Regions from separate parts of the Mus musculus genome. Here region 1 is linked to region 2. The links are chromatin contacts, called in public HiChIP or PLAC-seq maps. All regions are on one chromosome and are shown on one strand. Each heading gives the region's core, a stretch centred on a gene start, on an enhancer-like site or on the middle of the called end of the contact. The rest is flanking DNA. Distances are from core to core; before and after follow the strand shown. Region 1 has its middle 120 kb from the start of Gm41259. Region 2 has its middle 74 kb from the start of 5430437J10Rik.

Region 1 (3,042 bases), core at 373-2,872, 510 kb after region 2:
TATTTTGCTAGTATGGTGCAAATAAAGCATTTACTCACGAACTCCAAAGAAGGCCCTGGAGCGATTTCTCAGTAGTTAAGAGCATTTTCTCCTCTGGTAGAGGACATATGTTCAATTCCCCACACCCACGTGACGGCTCACAACCATCCCCAACTCCAGTTCTCTGGAATCTGACATGCTCTCTGACTTCCATGGCTGCCATGTGCACACATGGTACACATATAAAATGCAAGGGGAAGAGTTGTACATGTACAGTAAAATACATAAATGTAAAAATTAAATAAATTAAAACTTCAAGGTAGCACTAGTCTCTTGGATTCGTCCAGTAGTCTATCGTCTAGACTGAGGTGACTCTGAAGACTTTATGAGACCCTGAGGACATGATGACAAGCTGTCAGTATGCAGTCTTTCACACCAACCACCCCACAAGCTTTGCAGTGTTGCTTTCATTAGAAACTGCTTCTGTCCAGTGTCTAAGTACATGTTCAGAAAATAACCTTAAATACACTTTCTTTTCCTCTAAAAAGATCTGTTTTCCATCAGTGAGGAGAAAGTCAACTCTTACTATATTTGGTCTTTTAATGATATTTTCCCAGAAGTAAGATTTAGCAGAATTTAATTATTGGAAACCCTGAAATACACCTTCAATCCTTCAGCTTCTAAAAGATGCTTGAAACCTTCCCATCTCCTTCAGACCCTTGAGGTACTTGTATGTGCCTATAAATAAAACCATGTGTCTATTTTATTCACTTTTAACATCTATTGTAAGCATAGCCCTTCTACACTAAGTTCCCCTTTCTTTTCTGGAGACAGTGTCCAGTATCTGAGGCTGTCCTTGCACTTGGTATGTAGCAAAGTTCTGGTCCTCTGATTCCCCAGTGTTGGTATTACATGTGTGCTCTACCATGCCTAGCCTGAAATCATCTTCCAAACATTGGCTCCTTTTCTTCTGTTTTTGCTCACAGTTTAGAAATAGTCAATGTTCAACGCACATCTTTGCATCATGTACCAGAAAGTATATTATATTTAAGCGAAGAAAGTCACGTTAATTTTGAATAAATTCCCAATTAAAACTAATTAGAATTTAAAGAGATAGAGAAAAATTCTAGTCCTGAAAGATGGAAATATAGAAGACTGGAAGAGAGGAAGTTATATCTTTGGTCTGCTTTTTTTTTTCCTTTGTTCTACCTACACCAAGGGCTAACATCAATGGGGAATATCTGTACACGAAATATAAGACTTTTTGTTTTGTTTTGTTTTTTTCGTAATGCCTTAACATTCAGTGAGGAAGGCTGTATGCCCTGAAAGAGAAGCCAGGGTATGGTTTCAATGCATATCCCATACAACCAGAAATAAAAGGCAGATGTAGGATAGATGTGTTTTTCCATTTGATTTTAACTGGCTTTTTTTGGGTAACTTACATTCTCCCCACTTGAACTACATACAACCCTAGGTGTCCTTCGCCAGAGAAGAGTACCCACTTTACATTTGTCACCTAGAATTTGTCACTGAAAATTCACTGTTGTGTATGCCTTATCAGGGACTACTCTCCACTGACTTGGCTCCAACATTGCATAGGGTGTTATGTTTCTCCCTCCTATGCTCTCCCTCCCACACACTGCAGACTGATGAGGTCACGGGATCCCCTAATCTACTTCCACTTCCCTGATCTGTCTTCTCTCCACACTGTGTTTGTTGATTTGCCAGTTCTTTCGTATTTGTACTGTTTCAGTTTTTATCTATGAGAATATGTTTTCAGAGTTACTGAGTCATATAGTAATTCCAGGTTTAATCTTTAGGAATGGCTAAGGGTAAGTGAGTGGGTGGTGTGCTTGTGTGTGTGTGTGTGTTAGAAGCTTCCCAGAAATGTGTAAGAATTCTTTAGCTTACCAGCACTTTAGCACAGTCCATTTTGTTTTCGGCTACCCCGATGTGCACAGAGTGTCATCTCAGTTAGTCTGGTTCATATCAGCCAAATCTGAGTTAGAGATGCACTGATTTCCTTTCTTTGCTTAAATCATTTCCTTTAATATAATGTCTTCTGGGCTCATTCCTATTGTGACAAATGATGTGATTTCATTTACTTATCTATTTCTTCACTGGTGGACATGTAGGTGAATTTTGTATGTTGGATGTCATTAATACTTCCACCATAAGTCCGGGAGTGCAGATGTGTCTCTAGCATGCTGATTTCACTCTCTTTGGTTACATGCCTGTAGAGGGATTATTGGATGACATGGTTGTTCTGTTTTTGAGAAAAGCCTGTGTATTTGTTTTGATATCTCTACCAACAATGTGAAAGGATTCCTTTGTCCTCTGCATCTTAACCAGTACTTTGTCTTTTTGACACTGGCCATTCTCACTGCAATGAAGTTAGAACTCATTGTGGCTCTGATTTGCATTTGCCTGGTGATTAGCAGTATTGTGTAGTTTTCAGATACCTGTTGGCAACTTGTAAGTCTTCCAAGTTTTTTTTTTTTTCCTCAGATCCTTTGTTCCCTTTTCAATGGATGATTCCTTCCTATGTTACTTGGGTTCTTTCTATGCTTTGGATATTAATATTTTACAAAATGAATAATATAAAATACCATTTGTAGGCTCACAGTGACTCTTTGCTTTGTTGATGTATACCTTGAGGTATAAAAGCTTTATTGTTTTATTTTTAAATTATGTGTGTGTGTGTGTGTGTGTGTGTGTGTGTGTGTGTGTGTGTGTGTGTAATATATGTTCATGGTTAATGCATGTGCATGTGTATGTATCTCCAGTGGTCAAACATGTGAGCTACTTGATATGGGCACTAGTAGACTCAGGTTCTCTGGCAGAGTAGTCTGTGCCCTTAAGAACTGGGCCATCTCTCTGGACCCTGCACAAACCTTTCAATTTGTTCTCTGTCTTGACTTTTACTTTTGCTGCTTGAAATTCTGAGTCATAGCCAAAACCTGTTTCTACATACCACTCCTTTTCAGTATTTCACAAGTCTCCTTTCTCTAGTTAATGAAAAGTTATGCTCTTTCAGGGATATCAGTGAGGTTTGCTTCCTTT
Region 2 (2,700 bases), core at 110-2,609:
TTCCTTTTCTTCATCCTCCATTTGCTTCTTGAATGGCCCCAACGTGTTTTTAGACAAATATATTTATTGAACTAATTGTTTTTTTTTTTAAAGGAAGAATGCAAACTAAAATTTATTAACCATTAGCTATGATGTTAGATGCTTTCACAGTGTCCTTTCCTAATTTCAATTACTCCTTGAAGATTGTATCCTCTTTAATACATGAGGAAATTAAGCCACAAATAGACTAAGGGATATTGCTTAAGGTAATGCATCTAGTTACAGGCACTTTATTCAAAATCAGGCTGGTGGGCTTTTAAGCCCCTTCCACTTTCCCTCCCTGGCATAGGGATCACCTTTGGGCCACCCTGATGGTTACTTGAATGGAAAGAAACACCATACTGTATGTACTGTATGTACTGATGTAGTAAAGGCAGCTTCTTCCACTGGAGAACGGAGACCCTGCAATTATATCTGTCATTATCACTTAGTAGGCACAGACTACCTATCTCTAACTGTAAACTAGTGTTCATTATATCTCTCCCCAAAATTATGATGATGAATGATGACGTGAAAAGAGCCAAGGGAATTTGCACCCACAACACATGTTTAATACTGAATTTCCTTTTTCTTTGCTATTAATTATTTAGCTAGAATCAAAAATCTTATTGAATCAGAGAAAGCAGAACTTCAATTGGCAATGATGGACCATGGAACAGGCAAGCAGGAAAAAAGATATATCTGTATCTCTATCTCTATCTGTATCTCTGTCTGTATCTGTATCTATATATATCATCTATTCTATATCTATATCTATATCTATCTATATCTATTTCACTACAAAGCAATCTACATCAAGACTGAAAACTCAGCTCTGAAAGTTTGGTGTTAATTTATACTTTATAACGCATTATTAGAACTTAGGGATAAAAAAAAGCTACCTTTCAAATATCTGCTGACTCTGGCTACACTAAGGGTAATGCGACTTTAAGGGATTAATCAAATCTTTACTGTGTTCACCTATTAGGTGTGACCCAGCTATTAATAAAGGAAATTCAGGAACATACCACAATTTCCTTTCAGCATAAGAGCCAAAGGAATGCCTTTGGCATGTGAACTTGATTAGAAGTCAGAAAACATTGAATGGGACTCAGAATGGAGTTTTATTCTTTTTGGATTGAATCAGGCTCACCTCAGTCTGTACTCAGACCTTATGAATGACATAGACTTGAGGTCAATCCTATGACAGCTCAACAGTCAATGTTAATATACTTGTGGATCCTCTGAGAGATGCTTCTCTAAGAGACTTTAGACCATGACACACTTTATAATGCCTAGGCCTTTGCTTGCTCCAAGTCCCAGCAGGGGCTGATCAGAAGCTCTGTCCATGATGTGTTATGGAAAACAGATCAACTGGCAGAAGCTCAGTGTGTGACACATGAGGTCATTTTAAGAAGGTGACTAATGCATTTACAGTATTCTTTTTTTTCTTCCTTCTTTAATTATTTCTAAAGGTAGGATCTCACTGTATCCTTGGCCAAGCTGAAACTCACTATATAAACCAAGCAGATCTCAAAACTTATAGAGATCCCCTTGCACCTGTGTTGGGATTAAGGTGAGTGCCGCCAATCCATGCTTGAACTTTAGATCATAGCACCTCATCTAATGTAGAGCAGGGTTCTTAGTATAACCTACTGGATAGACAACAATGGCAATTCTGCATGGGAGATTATTATTACTTCAAGGAAAGTGTCAGGAATATTTATGTCCTACATAGATTTTTAGCAGAAACAATGGCGAAATATTTTTCTCTAGATCCCTCAATCACAATTATCCATCATGATGAAAACAGCATGATCATTAACAAAGTAATGTCTCAGCCTTAAAACTATGCTTTCCAGGAAAAAAAAATCAAGTTTGTTGATCTAATGAGACTTCCTTTTAATTTCACACCTCTTAGGGGCATGGAACCAACAATCAGATTTATAAGACTAGAAATGTCATCAAATGCCACGTAATGTGTTCCTTGCCTTTGGCAGAATGTCCTCTAAATCAACCTATTGCAACTGTACATCTGAGAGGACCAGCAGAACTTGCCCTTGTGCTAATGGGGCACTCCAATTACATCCAGCTCTCCCATTTCTGCATATCAGGTTGTATATTTTTATATGAATTAACTATTGATTCGTGTCATGCTATTAGGACGGGAAAGGGTGCGAGGGTTTATATCTGAGATTTTGAAGTACCTGGCAAACATGGTCCTCATAAACAATGAAAGAGTTGGGTTTTTTTTTTTTTTGTTTTTTTTTGTTTTTTTTTGTTTTTGTTTTTTTGTTTTTTTTTTTGTGAATAAAGATTTCAGCACTCGTTCTTTAGGGGATAAAGAGGAGGCTCAGAGTATATGGCAGCAGCCACACTAGAGATGCTCTGTTTGCTTAGGCAGTGGTACCTTCACGGGAAAGTTCTTTACCTTTATCTGTCCACAAAGTCGGTGGGAGTGATTAGGGTTTCACAGGACCAGCATTAATGGCAATCAGGTGTGACCTCCAGGTTTCACATCCGTTTTAATTGTTCTGCATCATCTGTTTGTTCCAGATCATCTTTTTAGAAAGATGCTAGTGTGAATGGTACCAGAGCAAGATAAGGATGGGGACAAAGCAAAGATCAAAAGCCAGCCAACCATACTCCAAACAGGTTGCTGCAAACTGTGGAGTTAGCTGT

Evidence for each region. HiChIP or PLAC-seq counts read pairs in DNA pulled down with a chosen protein or histone mark.
Region 1: a contact with region 2 is called in an H3K4me3 HiChIP or PLAC-seq map of bone marrow-derived macrophages, with 4 times the contacts expected there. The contact joins two enhancer-like sites. A contact is called at or near these places in 2 of 15 datasets of contacts at CTCF or cohesin (CD8 T cells and pro-B cells), 5 of 484 Hi-C or Micro-C datasets (bone marrow-derived macrophages and uterus) and 3 of 115 datasets of contacts at active chromatin or transcription factors (Th17 cells, bone marrow-derived dendritic cells and bone marrow-derived macrophages).

Annotation. Positions count from the first base shown.
Region 1 is chr15:5,926,344-5,929,385 of GRCm38.p6, forward strand. No RefSeq gene overlaps it. Among named protein-coding and RNA genes, the nearest start is that of Gm41259, 120 kb to the right of the region's middle. Within about 2 kb of position 1,623, at least 15 of the 459 cell types and tissues checked have an H3K27ac peak or open chromatin away from gene starts, as enhancers often do. A contact at or near this core is called in bone marrow-derived macrophages, where this site is marked.
Region 2 is chr15:5,421,247-5,423,946 of GRCm38.p6, forward strand. It overlaps the pseudogene Gm46496. Among named protein-coding and RNA genes, the nearest start is that of 5430437J10Rik, 74 kb to the right of the region's middle. Within about 2 kb of position 1,360, at least 3 of the 459 cell types and tissues checked have an H3K27ac peak or open chromatin away from gene starts, as enhancers often do. A contact at or near this core is called in bone marrow-derived macrophages, where this site is marked.